Regions from separate parts of the Danio rerio genome. Here region 2 is linked to region 1. The links are chromatin contacts, called in public HiCAR-type maps. All regions are on one chromosome and are shown on one strand. Each heading gives the region's core, a stretch centred on a gene start, on an enhancer-like site or on the middle of the called end of the contact. The rest is flanking DNA. Distances are from core to core; before and after follow the strand shown.

Evidence for each region. HiCAR-type assays count read pairs that join an accessible place to other places.
Region 2: a contact with region 1 is called in a HiCAR-type map of caudal fin, with 2.7 times the contacts expected there. The contact joins the promoter of aqp3a here to the promoter of mob1ba in region 1. A contact is called at or near these places in 1 of 18 Hi-C or Micro-C datasets (caudal fin) and 3 of 4 datasets of contacts at active chromatin or transcription factors (caudal fin, embryo and gastrula embryo).

What each region holds. Positions count from the first base shown.
Region 1 is chr5:43,766,366-43,772,812 of GRCz12tu, reverse strand. It overlaps mob1ba (MOB kinase activator 1Ba), which reads right to left and starts at 4,361. Exons shown (of 6, transcript NM_200200.1): 1 at 4,207-4,361. The coding sequence starts at 4,220. It overlaps grsf1 (G-rich RNA sequence binding factor 1), which reads left to right and starts at 5,435. Exons shown (of 9, transcript NM_001045852.1): 1 at 5,435-5,668; 2 at 5,793-5,937. The coding sequence starts at 5,639.
Region 2 is chr5:43,821,201-43,828,238 of GRCz12tu, reverse strand. aqp3a (aquaporin 3a) reads right to left here and starts at 5,230. Exons shown (of 6, transcript NM_213468.1): 1 at 5,052-5,230; 2 at 2,638-2,764; 3 at 2,369-2,506; 4 at 2,122-2,246; 5 at 1,420-1,637; 6 at 1-856. The coding sequence starts at 5,159. The coding sequence ends at 682.

The DNA.
Region 1 (6,447 bases), core at 3,112-5,611:
AGGAGCCGTTGCATTACAAAAAGCTACACCGAGATATTCAACTCCTCCCGAAAACTTCATGTACATATATGCAGTTAAAACTCTCCCCAAGAAGCTCCATTATGAAGGTCAATCATGAAGATGGTTCATTGCACACAGCAACTGTTTCATATTATCCTAAAGAATTTATACTAAAAATGTTTATGTTTTTCAAATTTGTAACTGACAACAAAAGCAGCTCATTGCTGGCTGGTTTCCTGGCGCTCAGACATCAACTACACACAGATGGTCAACACTCTAAATTAATTATTTCTAACAACGCCTATATATTTAACTTTCAAATGTAATTTTAACTTTCAGATGTAATTTGTTTCCTTACAATCACATTTATAAACGTGGCATAGAATAAAATAACTTGATAAAGAAAATGGCATCCTTTTTTACCAAAATACAACAATAATAATGACGGACATAAAAGCATCACAGAGGATCGTGAAAACATTTTACTGGCACTTGGAATTCATCAAATTCATTTTTTGTCTGTTTTAGTGTCAATTTTTAATAACTGCACAAGCACTGTAATTTTTACTGCTATTTTCATTTTGGCATTAAGACAGTTCACCCAAAAATGAAAATTTGGTCATGATTTTGTCATCCTTAACATGTTTTAAAAAACTTTTTTTTCTGTCGAACACAATGAAATATATTCTTGAGAAAGCTGGAAACCTGAAGCCACAGCCTTCCAGCATTTGTTTTTTCCTACTTTCAAAATATATTTTTAATTCTGAACCTTGGGGAGTAGAATAGAATGATAAAACTTTCATTTTTATCAACTATTCTTTAATCAGAGCCTGAAAGGTGTAAGACCATACAAAAAAACCCATAAAAGATATTAATAAACATAGAAATAATGTTAAATACCATTATTAATCAAATACATATTCATATTATTTTTATAAGCAGAATAAACTTTACATTTTACTGTTTTAAAACCATTTTATCTAAGTGCATTCTCTCCGTTGCGTATGTAGTTTTCCTACACTCTCAATACATCAAAGTGACCCTGTCTTCAGGACAACAGCTGCTTTATTCACTACATCCACTTGTTTAGACATAAACAGGACAGAGTTTGCACAGCAAACAGTGAAAGATACTAACTGGAAGTGACCAGGGGCCTGTTTCAGTAAGGAGGTTCAAACAACTCGGAGTTTAAACTTGAACTCTAAGTTGATTTACCGAGAGATTAAAAACTCAGAGTTTTCGGTTTCAGAATAGCTGATCTGAGTTGGGTCAATCAATTTTGAGTAGACCAACTCAGAGTTAAGCACGCACACCGTGACTATAAAAAGGCATTATCAATGGAGCGCAGATATTATGAGTGACCATGGCAACATCTAAAAAAAAGAGATCACCATTTCTTTTCCCAGCTGAACATTTGCTCATTGCAAAGTTTTAGCAAATATGAGTGTATATATTTAAAAAGAAGCAACCATCAGTGAAACAGAGACAGTTAGCATGGGAAAACAGCTGCTCAAGTTAATGCGTAATTTAAAAAAAAAAATTATTTAAACATTTAAGTATAATAAAATAAGTAATATAATGTGTGACTTTATACTTTTTTCTAAACTTTTATACACGTTTATCAGTTTTAATAGATTTAACAGTGCACTTGTGTGTCTGCCTTTTTATTGATCAAGTGATAGGTTGATATAACATTAAGAACCTAAGCAGTGCTAAAAATAATTTTTAGACAGAATAATAATCCCATTAAACTAGTAACAGTACATGTCGAAGGTTAAGCTAAATATTTATGGAAAAAAGGACAAGCCTTGTACGTGACTTTGTTCTGTGTGTGACAAAAAAAGTAGGCAATAGCTATGTTTCCATCAAAATACAGGCTTACATAAATTTGTGCAAAACTGGAATAATGCCTAAAAGATGCGAATAAAGCAGTGTTTTTATCCAACGAGTCAAAGAGAACACAATCGTCACTTCCTGATTAACTTGCGCCAAATATCAACAGTAAAAACAGAATTTACTGCGGTAGAACAAGCTGCGTTAACGATTTTTTATTTAATACATGCGCCTCAGAAGACACAATGAACACGTGGGGGCGCTTGAAGCCAGATGCGGCCGATCTTGACACGCTCCAGACGCTCGGAGGTAATTAATAATATACACTAATACTGAAACAGTTAAGGCATTTTTGAATGACTAAAACAACATTTAAGATGTTCTACTGTGTGCTCAGTCAGCTGGTTTGTCCTTTCACACACATTTTCATCATCATCTCTAACAAACTTTTTTTTTAATGTACATACTGTAATTTGTTAAGTGCACTTCGTAGTTTATGCGCATCTTTTCTTATCAAATAAAAGTTTAACCTACTCAGTTATGCAAATGTTTTATTATGCATATTTTCAAAAGTTATGTGAATCATGACGTTTCCATCAATCGTTTTTATGGGCATCTCCAAAATGAGCTCTAAAATAGGTGTGTGGAAACGTAAGACTAATGAGAGAAATACGCTTCATCTTTAAAAAAGGGAAGGAGACCAACAGAAACTCAGAGTTTAGAGAATAAAACCTGCTCTGGACCAGGTTAGATTCACAGAGTAAGTTACCACAGTAACTGACTCTGAGTTAAAGTTACCTTTCTTTCAGAAACAGGCTTGACTTACCCTGATTTCTTGAGTTTAACAAACCTGCCATTTTGAAACCGAAAACCCAGAGTTTCTTTCATTTCAGGGTTAAAATACTCTGAGTTTTCACTTAACCTCCTTTCTGAAACAGGCCCCAGTAAAACAGTTGAACTAAAGGGCTCAGCAACAATTAAGAAGACAAGAACAGATATGTGCCGATCCCAAAATGACTTTATCTTCCTAATGACATTTCCTTGACTAAGGTTGATGTTGTGGATGAACAGACTAAGGCCTGAATTACAGTTCTGGTTGAGTGATCAACCAGAAGGTTGAACAACTTTAATCATGAAGTAAACACAAAATAAAAACAATCTTAAGATCCTCCGCAGGACTCTATGCCTATTTAAGACTCCAACATCACTCCGCTCCCACAGCCCTCAACCCCACATACACTGGTCACCGCTACCAAGCAGACAAGTCACAGATCTTGTGCAACATGGTGACATGTAGCTGCATCTTTTTCAAAGGGTATACATCTGTGCTAATGTGATGCCATACAAATTGCAGTTCAAACTGCTTGCAGGTATAACAATGCTGTTTTTCAAACATAAAAGTATGAAACTAGTAATAAAGGGCGAGTAAATTAGGAAAAAAATGTCATTTGGGTGAACTAAAGCTTTAGGAAACTTTACTTGTTTTTTTTATCTGCCTTTTTTTACTTATTTGCCTACACAGCTGTAAACTGCTTAGAGTTTGAATGCTCAATGAACAGCTCAACAGCTTCATATATGGGACTAGTACATCTCATTTTTAATGGAAAGCAGAAGAAGAGAGAAATGCACAACAGTTATTATTGTTGACATTGCACTTTTTCCTTTTAGAGATAGAAAAATACAATTGTTTATATGATTTAGCAGTCACAACACAATACAAATCTACAGTAAAACGTGCTCTATTGGGACTTATTATTCTGGGATAAGTACAGTGTACTGGGATTACAGTGGGATTATCTAAACATGTCTTGTTTTCTTGTTTACACTGATGTCACGGCGGTGCATGAAAGCGACAATACGCTTTTCTAGGTAGCAATTATTAATGATAAAATGATTTTGTCATAATAAAGAATACATTATGAGACAACTCAGGTTATGACAGAAGGATAGAACAAGCCAAAGCTACTGGTATCCAGCCACAAAACACGACTATATCGCGTTTACTTGAATGACTTGATGCTGATAAATACGGCTCAATTTACAGCCCGTTACTGTTGTGTGAATCTAAATATAAACATAAAGAGTGAGTAACCAAATGTAATTTCATGCAGCTGCTGATGGCCTCATATTCTGGCTAACTAAGTTAGTCTCCATTAGCCAGAACACCATTACAGTTTTGTTGTGCATGCTAACGTTAGAAAGTCCCTGCTGCGATGGGCTCTCCTGTTTGCTTTTATTTCAGTATCATTACGGTTGACTAATAAATAACGGCTGTGAGACAGGACTGATGATGCACAGGAGGCTTCGGGACAAAAGCAGTATTCTGCGCTTGCTAACTAGCCGTCAGTGTTTCCTTTTATAAACCATACTCACAACAAAAAGCTCATCTCTCCCGGAGGAAAACGTGCTGTAGATGAGAAATCGACACAAATCCGTTATCCTGACTGCGAAACGTGGGAACACAGGGTATTTGAGCTTTAACGTCCTCAACACCCCATCAACACAGATCCTGCCCGTGGAAAACTTCTTCCCATCCAAAGTCTCTCCAGCTAAAGCCTCAAACCTCGCGAGGTCAAGTCTGCAGTCCCGCTGCACCTCCTTTCTTCTATAACAAGAGTCCCGAAAGCATAAAAATTACACTACAGTACAAATGCAGACAGACACATGTATAAATTATGTATTATTTACTGGACAATATCTATATATGTTACTGTTAACATACTTACAAAATACCACTGCATAACTGGAAAAATTTAAAGGAAAATATGTAGTTTGCATCATTACACAAGCTAATAGTTTAAAAGTGTTACTGTTTATAAGTATTGATATTTCTATTGTACTTTTTATTCATTGTTTTTATTCAATACTGAAATTATAATAAAAACAGTTTAATCTAAATGGCTTGTTTGTTGTGAAGAAGATACATATTTTTCAGTATGAATTAAAATGATACTCTTCTGAATCCCATCTAACAGCTTAATAACAGGTCAACGATAACACAACTATTAACATATTTTACAAAAACATATTTCCAATATAGTTATTTTACTATTATATATATAGTTATTATATAGTAGTTTTACCAATTTTCCATCGAATCCTTTAAAATTCTGCTTAATAAAATAATTTTGTTACAACAAATGTAAAAAAAAACAAATCCTGATAATTAACCTCTTGTATAACACTATGTGTTGTGTTTTAAATATGTGTGAATATTTTCGTTTTGCTGCTCTGGAAGTTTTATTAAGGTTTGTCTCTTGTTATATTGTGTGCTTTCAAAAACAATATAAAGAAAATTAGATTAATGTTCACATATTAAAGCGCATTAATATCTTAATTTGCAGCATATGTCCATATTCTAGAACATTTAATCTTATCCATACCTAAACAAAGTCTATAAAACCACACTTTATTGATAATGATGAAAGAACAGTTTGCTGAACTACTATTTTGAAAGATCTTGTCAAACTCCGAGGCGCCTTTTGATGACGTCATGTTGTCCTCTGATGCCGTAGGTCAACGGGATTTGCGCTCCAAATAAGCTGTACCATGCCGTGTTTATGCCGTGTATATGTTTAGGGTTTCACGTAGGTTTAAGTTTAATTTTGCACAATTTAAGATGTCTGGACTGAGTCGAAGCGCGCTCTTGTTCTCTCTTGTTCGCTGTGTCAGGAGATCGCCGCGGTTTCCATGCCTAGAGACTCTGAATCATAGTAAAACTGCGCAGTTAACTTCAGCACGAGGTCTGAGTGTTCATTCATTGACAACAAGATATTTAGCAGACTGTAAAGCCAAGAATCCATGGATGTTTTCTCAACGAAGTCTGTGCTCTGAGGTAAAGTTACCTGATCGATTCATATTACACCCTCACTTGTAAGTCGCTTTGGATAAATGCGAGCAGAAGTAAATGTTATGTACAGTCTACCGCGTCTCCTGACGCTGCCCTTCTACTGTTTTAGGCACCATCTAAAGATGATGAGTACCCTCCTCTACCAGAATACACCCCTGGTTCTGAAGAGAACCAAGCAAAGGAGTTGTTCATCGTCCAGGCTAAGGGTCTGCCCTGGTCCTGTACAGCTGAAGACATAATGAGCTTCTTTTCTGGTATTTGTTTTGTTATTTGAGCTAAGAAGTCGTTTTGAAGATATGCTGTTGTTCCCACGTTTGCTCTAGTCAAATTAAAGGCATAGTTCACTCAAAATTTAACATTTATACACTATTTACTCTCCCTCAGGCCCGGATTGGCTAATCGGGAGGACCGGGAGAATTCCCGGTGGGCCGGTCCGTTTTTTGGCCGCGAGGGCCGGTGTCCCTAGCTGCAGAATCTGTTGCTCTCAGCAGTCACACTTTTTAAATTTATTTATTTACTTTACCACAGCCTTTTTATTCATTATTTTACCGCAACTCTTCTCTTTTCATCTATTTTAATGATTATAAAACTCAGTTGTGTCCTCTTTTTGAATACAGCTATTGTGGTCCAGCGGTTAGCACGTTAGGTTAAGACCCCGCGAACCCGGGTTCGATCCTCGTTAGAGTACCTTATTGTTTTCATTTTTATTGTTAAGACATATAATACTGTTAGGGTTGTTGAACATTTGAAGTTCTAAAGCAGCT
Region 2 (7,038 bases), core at 3,981-6,480, 55 kb before region 1:
TAATCCATACATGTAATACAACAAAAAAAAATGCTTTAAATGAAAATGACAATACAAAATATTTACAATTTTTTTAAAAAGTACTGTAGCTTTTTTGGGTAACTTCTCAACTTTCTCAGCGTGAATGGCAACATATTTAGATATTAGTAGCACAAAAGCATGAAATACTGTATATATTGATAGGTGTAACAACAACAGTTTCATTTCAAAGATCTAAACTTTTACTAACTTTTCAAAAGAGTGAATTAATATAATTCGTCCTGTTGAAGTAACACCTTGTTCCCTTAATGGAAGAATAAAGCATGTGGAAGAAAGAAATAAGAGTCATGCTTGAAAAACAATCAAATGTCTGATATAAAGTTGGAAATCTAAAATAATGCTGGGTTGGAAAGCAATAACCCAGCAGTTGGTTAAATTTTTAAATAAAATTTTTAAGCCAACCATTGGGTTAGTCAAAATTGTACCCAAATTTGGTTAAAACAACCCAGAATTTGTAAAGTATAGAAATGTATAACGCTTTTTATTCAAAGTCCAGTGGAAGATCTGCAAAACTGTGAGAATCACCTCTGAAACAGATGAGGGAGTTTTGTGTGGTGCAAGTGGTTTTTATTGAACCCAGAGATCCTTAAGCAGAAGCTTATGTGGATTTGTGGTGTTGAGGGCTGATGGAGATCCTGAAAATCATTCCTTGCTGGCGACGTCATTGAGGTTCATCACCTCCTCTCTAGCTTTAGCTTTCTTATCTCGTGCCTCTCCTTCCACATGCCATCCCACCATCAGCTGGTACACAATCACACCAATAACGGCTCCAATGAACGGAGCAAAGATGGGCACCAAAAACCAATAATCCCTGGCTCTGTTGCAAACCAAAAGAAAAGCATTTATTAGGTTATTTTCCAGAAATAAATTTAATGGGCTATAAGCACACAGACTTTAAATTTTCAGCCAGGCAGCCCAAGGGCTTCCGGTGAACTCTCTGTCCATTAAAAAATCTGGAAAGATCTGATTTATTTAAAAAACGGTGATGCTCACTGCCTGTTAGATAACAATATGAAGTGGGTCTCAGATCAGACAAGAAGCATTAAATTACATTTCCTCCCCCAAGTCTTTAAAATATGACAGTTTAATTTACCCTAGTATTTTCAATGGAATTTGTCGCTAGCCTGTTGCTACTGACGGCGCTAGTGGTTACAACGTTCTTTCATCTAGTTTTACGCTTGAACAACTAAATGAATGCTTAAGTCTATTCAACTGAATGTATTGTAACTACATTACAACATCAATGCTGTAAAAGGAACCTTGTGAAATTGAAAATAGTCGCATTAAGCTATCATCGGACGTTTATCGTTGGCTTTAAAACTCTAGCTGTACATAGAGCCCATTATGCTGCTAATCGGTTGATTAAAGATATCCACTTACGTGAAGACTTCACTACCCCAACCAGCCATGGCAGTAAAAAGACGAGGTCCAAAATCTCGAGCTGGGTTTACTGCATAGCCAGAATTGAAGCCCATGGAGAGACCAATGATAAGGACGCTGAATCCCACTGTGAAGGCCTCAAGACCTTGAGGGATCGGGTTGTTGTAGGGGTCCACAATGGCCAGGATGCACACAATCAGGGATGCTGTGCCTATCACCTGTCAAGATGGTTTTATGCTTATTGTATTTGCATAAACATGATAGTAAATATAAAACATATTCCAAACTATGGAGGCCTATTGAAAATAATATTGTATGGAATGAAAAACTCAATGTTTTTGCATTTGCGTAAAAGGAATTTTATGCACCCGAGTGAAAATTTTCTCACAAACTATTTCCAAGTCCATGAAAAAAAAATGTTTGTGTTGAAAGCAAAAGTTTTGAGTCAATGAAGTATAACTGTTCGCCAATTTCATTTTGATTTAACCATCCCCATGTCCCAGTTATGTTATAGTTTTGCATTGTAAATAAATAAAAACTGTTCACTTTAAATGTTTACCAATGAAAATAATATTATTAATGGATTTACAAATTCCCAAAAAAAAAAAAAAAAATCAGACCATCAGATGTCAGTTCTTATTTGTACAGAATGTGTTTGTTTCTGAGCAGATATATTCCTTAACTGTGCTTGGATTTACTGACCTGGTCAAAAAATCCATTTAGGGGGGTGAGATATTTGCTTGGGTATGTAGCAAAAATCCCAGCTGTTTCTTTTTCACCCAGTACAAGCAACTCATTTGATTCTCCAGCATAATCATAAATTGCGTCTAAAATACAAAAGAAATAAATCATAAAGTAGAAGCTTTATACTTAACTGCAATAACTGTAATTACTACAATAAATCTACTGACAATGACAAGAAAGAGCAATAAGTCTACAAAACATTTACCATGGTATTCGGCAAAGATAATAGCAGCACCCAAGAAGGATCCGAGTGTTTGGAACAGAAAGTACACAGGAAACTTTCTCCATTTTTCTCTTCCCAAGAGGCAGAGAGCAAATGTAACAGCAGGATTTAAATGTCCGCCTAAAGATGAGAAAAACAAGTCCCTTCATCCCATGGGTTCATCCACAAAGAATCTTTTATAAAACTCACTCCTGTTTTTATGGCCATGCACAACAACAGCTTAAGATGCAATTTTAGAGGAGTTTGCCTACCTGACACCTGGCCGCAAACCAAGATTCCAAGAGTAGCACCAAACCCAAAAGCAAGGTTTGCAGTGAGAAAGAGACCATGAGAACCTTCGCTTAGTTTCAACTGGGCCAATGAACCACAGCCAAACATCTGTGAAATAAGAACAAGCATTATTCAATGTTTGAGTATGCACACATTGTTACAGGAATTCACAACTATGAATGGTCATTTTACAGACTAAGAGCAGACCTTTCACAGCAATTCAGCTGTGAGCCGCAACATATACTTGAATGAAAATAGCAGGTTGCAGATTCAAACTGAGCTAAAAATAAACAAAATTTCCCACTTTTTTTCAAATGCTACAAATCTCCAGGGACTTTGGCCTGCGTGCCTTCCGCACTGAACTTCTCAGACAGGTCATTACAAGTCCCTTCTGACAAAGAGCGATTACAAGTCACTGTTCAGACTTGTGGCTGAAGATTTTATTTTGGAGATCACGTCAGTGTGAACTGAAATACCTGCGGCATTTTGGCAAATTACAAGGCTCACGATACAGCTTTACCAAAGTCGTATAATTGACAGAGCTGTCAAATTAATAAATCTCAGACACAATGTCAACACAAACCTAAAAACAACATCTCACCGAACCAATTTATCACTTTAGAATGGCAATTCGTGTGAATGCTAATGCATTTCCATGTCCCTGTGTGCTTTTTTTCAACACCACTGAGATCGATTGTTCCTGTTTCTGCTCTGAGAAGAATGTCCGCTTATAATATCAAAACTCTGACCTTCACAGACAAAGACTGCGTTCAGAGTAACTTGTATATCAAATACCTTTTGCCACTCAGCAAACATCACATGTGTTGAGCGATGCAGAATCGTATGACCTCTCCATTTAAGTATTATCTTTTATTTGACCCTCCCACACACCTCAAAAGCAAACAATGAGTGTGTATTGTAAAAATGAGCTGTTTTTTCTAAAGTGCTTGTAAAAATGGCATAATAACCCTGTGAGCTTTTTGTTACCACAGGTTGATGTCAATAAGTTTTTTATGAGAGTCATATTTTACAGCCCGCCTGTGGCTGTCATGCACACACCCTGACCTATTAAACATGCGCTTATTAGACATTATTTAAAAGATTTCCATATCACAATGTTCAGAACTAACGGTGAGTTATGGGTCTGCTGGAATGCTCTGGATATTGTATCACAGCAATGCATGATAAAATGACATTAAATAGACATCTAATATTGGCGTCAAAAATGTTAGATGTCAATTTGATGTTGTTTTGTTTTTGTGATGCATTATAGGAATACAAATTCCAGTGTAACTTTGTCTTTTGTACGTGGAGCTTTCAGATGAAGAAAACTTTTCTAATAACACTTTTTGTGTTGTTAGCTGGATTTAAGAGGGTTTTGGCATCAAATTGATTTGTATTTATGACATCAAAGTACCTGCTGGGTAGCATATGCTAGTAAAACGTGCATAGTTGGCAGATCTAAAATGCTGAAGTTCACAGGGGTGTGGCTTGATGACTTGATGATTCAATAAAGCTCAAATTATTGGCTTAATGCTCACGTTTTAATTGCTACATTATAATAGTTATGATGAATTAAGTGCTACTCAGCGAAAGCTTTGACATGTGCTTCTTTTCTGCTGAATAATGACATGCTTATCTGCATTCTATGTTGCAAAAAAAAATTGCCATCAAGCTAAAGGGGATGTTCAAGTACATTTTATGTTTGTCATGCTTTTTCTCTCTCGCTCTCTTACACACACAAACAGGACTACCCTTCTTTATTTGCAAAATACTTCCTTTTAGCATAGTTCCTCAGTCCATATTTTAAATTCCTATTTGACTACAGTACCCTTTCAATTGTTCATATAATTTAAATTGTTTTTTAAATGTCTTTGTCTAGCAACCCCTCGCACTATTTAAAAAATGTCCACGATATATTTAAAAAATGTCTTTCCAGAAGAAAATCATACAGGTTTTGAGTCTTACAGCTTGTCTATAATAAAATTCTAAACAAAATTGTTTTATTATTATTATTATTATTATTATTATTTTGCAGTAATAATACTCACACTCATTTTAGATCTATGTTGTTACTCTAGTGTTTGCACAGTAGTAAAAATTTAATTAACAGTTTGTATTATTTAGTCATGACAAATTGCACATACCAAAGTAAACATTTCAGCCCAAATTTTAGACTTTCAGAAGATAAGCAATTACTCCACAAGTGATACTATACAGTACCACTCATCCACTCATACAAAAAGATACAGTGAATCTTACTTCCAGTGCTTTTTTAAAGATTATTTGAGTATTCAAAAGAATATAGAGTTTTAGACTAAATGACAAATAAAGACAAATTCTACTGAGCTCAGCTTTGACCGTCAGTAATTCACCATTAAGGAGAAATACCCACCACCAGGATGAGAGTTCCTAAGCATTCAGCCAATCCCTGGCGCAGTAACTTGTTGCGGATTTGGAAAGTCTGCGCAAGCTTATCCAGAACGCTTTTCTGCCAACCCATCTTTCAGACTTGTCCAGATGTTTTCCTTTGTCTGGATGAAACAAGCTGTATGTTCCTCAGAGACGTGTGCTCACATGAAGTCCAGTGCTCTGCTCTTATACATGATGAACCAGGACCAACCCTTCAACTTCCAGCCTGCCCCTTTACACTACATCTCTCTCTCACACACACACACACAGAGAGAGAGAGAAAAAAACAGACACACACTCACACATTCACCTATACACTACATCAACTCCCTCGATCCCGCCCTATATTATTCACATTAGCATTCACACCCATTTACAGTGCATTCATCTGCTTTTCCTCTCAGTTAACAGGTTCTTTTTTTTCTCTCACATCTTTGTATTTTGAAACCTCATCACCCATTATTAAGCTTTGTAGTGTAAAAGTGGATCTGTGTGCGAAATTTTAGAAGTGTAATATTGGCCAATCTCGAGAGACCAGTGGTGGTAGAATAGTTTCACTTTGAGTTGACATGAAGCATAACTAAGGTTCTGCCTTCAGAAATGGGCAGGGTCACTTGCTTAGTTGTCTGTGATTCATAAATTATCGTTTTAATAATGATGCTGATTAGGCAGTAAATAAATGTGAACATAGCAGAACTGTGAAACATTTTTGTTCATTTAATTTCATTAAAAAGCCACAAATATCCTTAATTAATAGAATTACCACCTAATTAGAAGAAGCAGAGGAAAGTGTTTATGCGTACAGAGGATTTGTTCTCAATGAATTGGATTTTCTTTTTAAAACAAATTTAAAAAAATGATTAAAATGTAGTATATCTCAAAATAAATGCATTATGTTTTCTGCAAAGAACTATTTTAATTTGAATGACACAGTGGCTCAGTGGTTTGCACTGTCAAGAACGTCACTGGTTCAAGTCCTGGCTGGGGCAGTTGGCATTTCTGTGTGGAATTTGCATGTTCTCCCTTTGTTCACGTGGGTTTTCTCCGGGCGCTCCGGTTTCCCCCACAGTCTAACGACAACCTCTATAGGGCAACTAAGTAAATTAAATTGGCTGTAGTGTATGTATGTGAATGTGAGTGTGTATCTGTGTTTCCCAGTTCTGGGTTGCAGCTGAAAGGGCATATTTGAGTAAAATATATGCTGGATAAGTTGGCAGTTCATTCCAATGTGCCGACCTCTTGATGAATAAAGGAAGTAAGCTAAAGAAAAATGAATAAATGAATGAATGAATTTTAATTTAGCAATTTAATAAAGGTTTGATAAGCAATCAATCCATAAATAAATAAATAAAATCACACATAAATTCACACAAAAAACTTATCTGTGCACTCTCATCTCTTAGTATCTGTCTGTTTTGGTTCTGTTAGTTCGCACCTTTTCACATGTGTGGCATCTGTCTTCCCAAATACAAGGCTTTATAATTTTTTGCTCTCCAAATTTTATTTGCTTGTTTGTCTGATCAACTAACTGATTGAATCATTAATTAATTATTTAATTCTCTTATTCATTCATTTTTTAGTTCATTTTTAAGTGTTAATTTAGTTGGATTAATTTTTTTGTAATTCATTTTAATTGTAAAATAACATTTTTGTAATCGCAAAATAAGTTTGATAAATAGAAATAATAATAATTTGACATTTTAAAATAATTACTTTTAAACCGTATATTTTTCCAGCTCTGTGAAGTTCTTTCTAATTTCGTTCTCATTCGGTTTTATTGCAGTTAAAACAAACAATCAAACAAAAAAGAAACATCGTCTGAATATTATTTTAAGAAGTCGTAATAACCAGTAGTAATAGGTCTATATTTGTCTCGCAAAATGCTTCAAGCTCAAGTTTATTCTATAAAAATATTACATTTTGTTATTTTGTTGTGTTGTCAACATAACTTGTTATTTAGACAGGTTGAT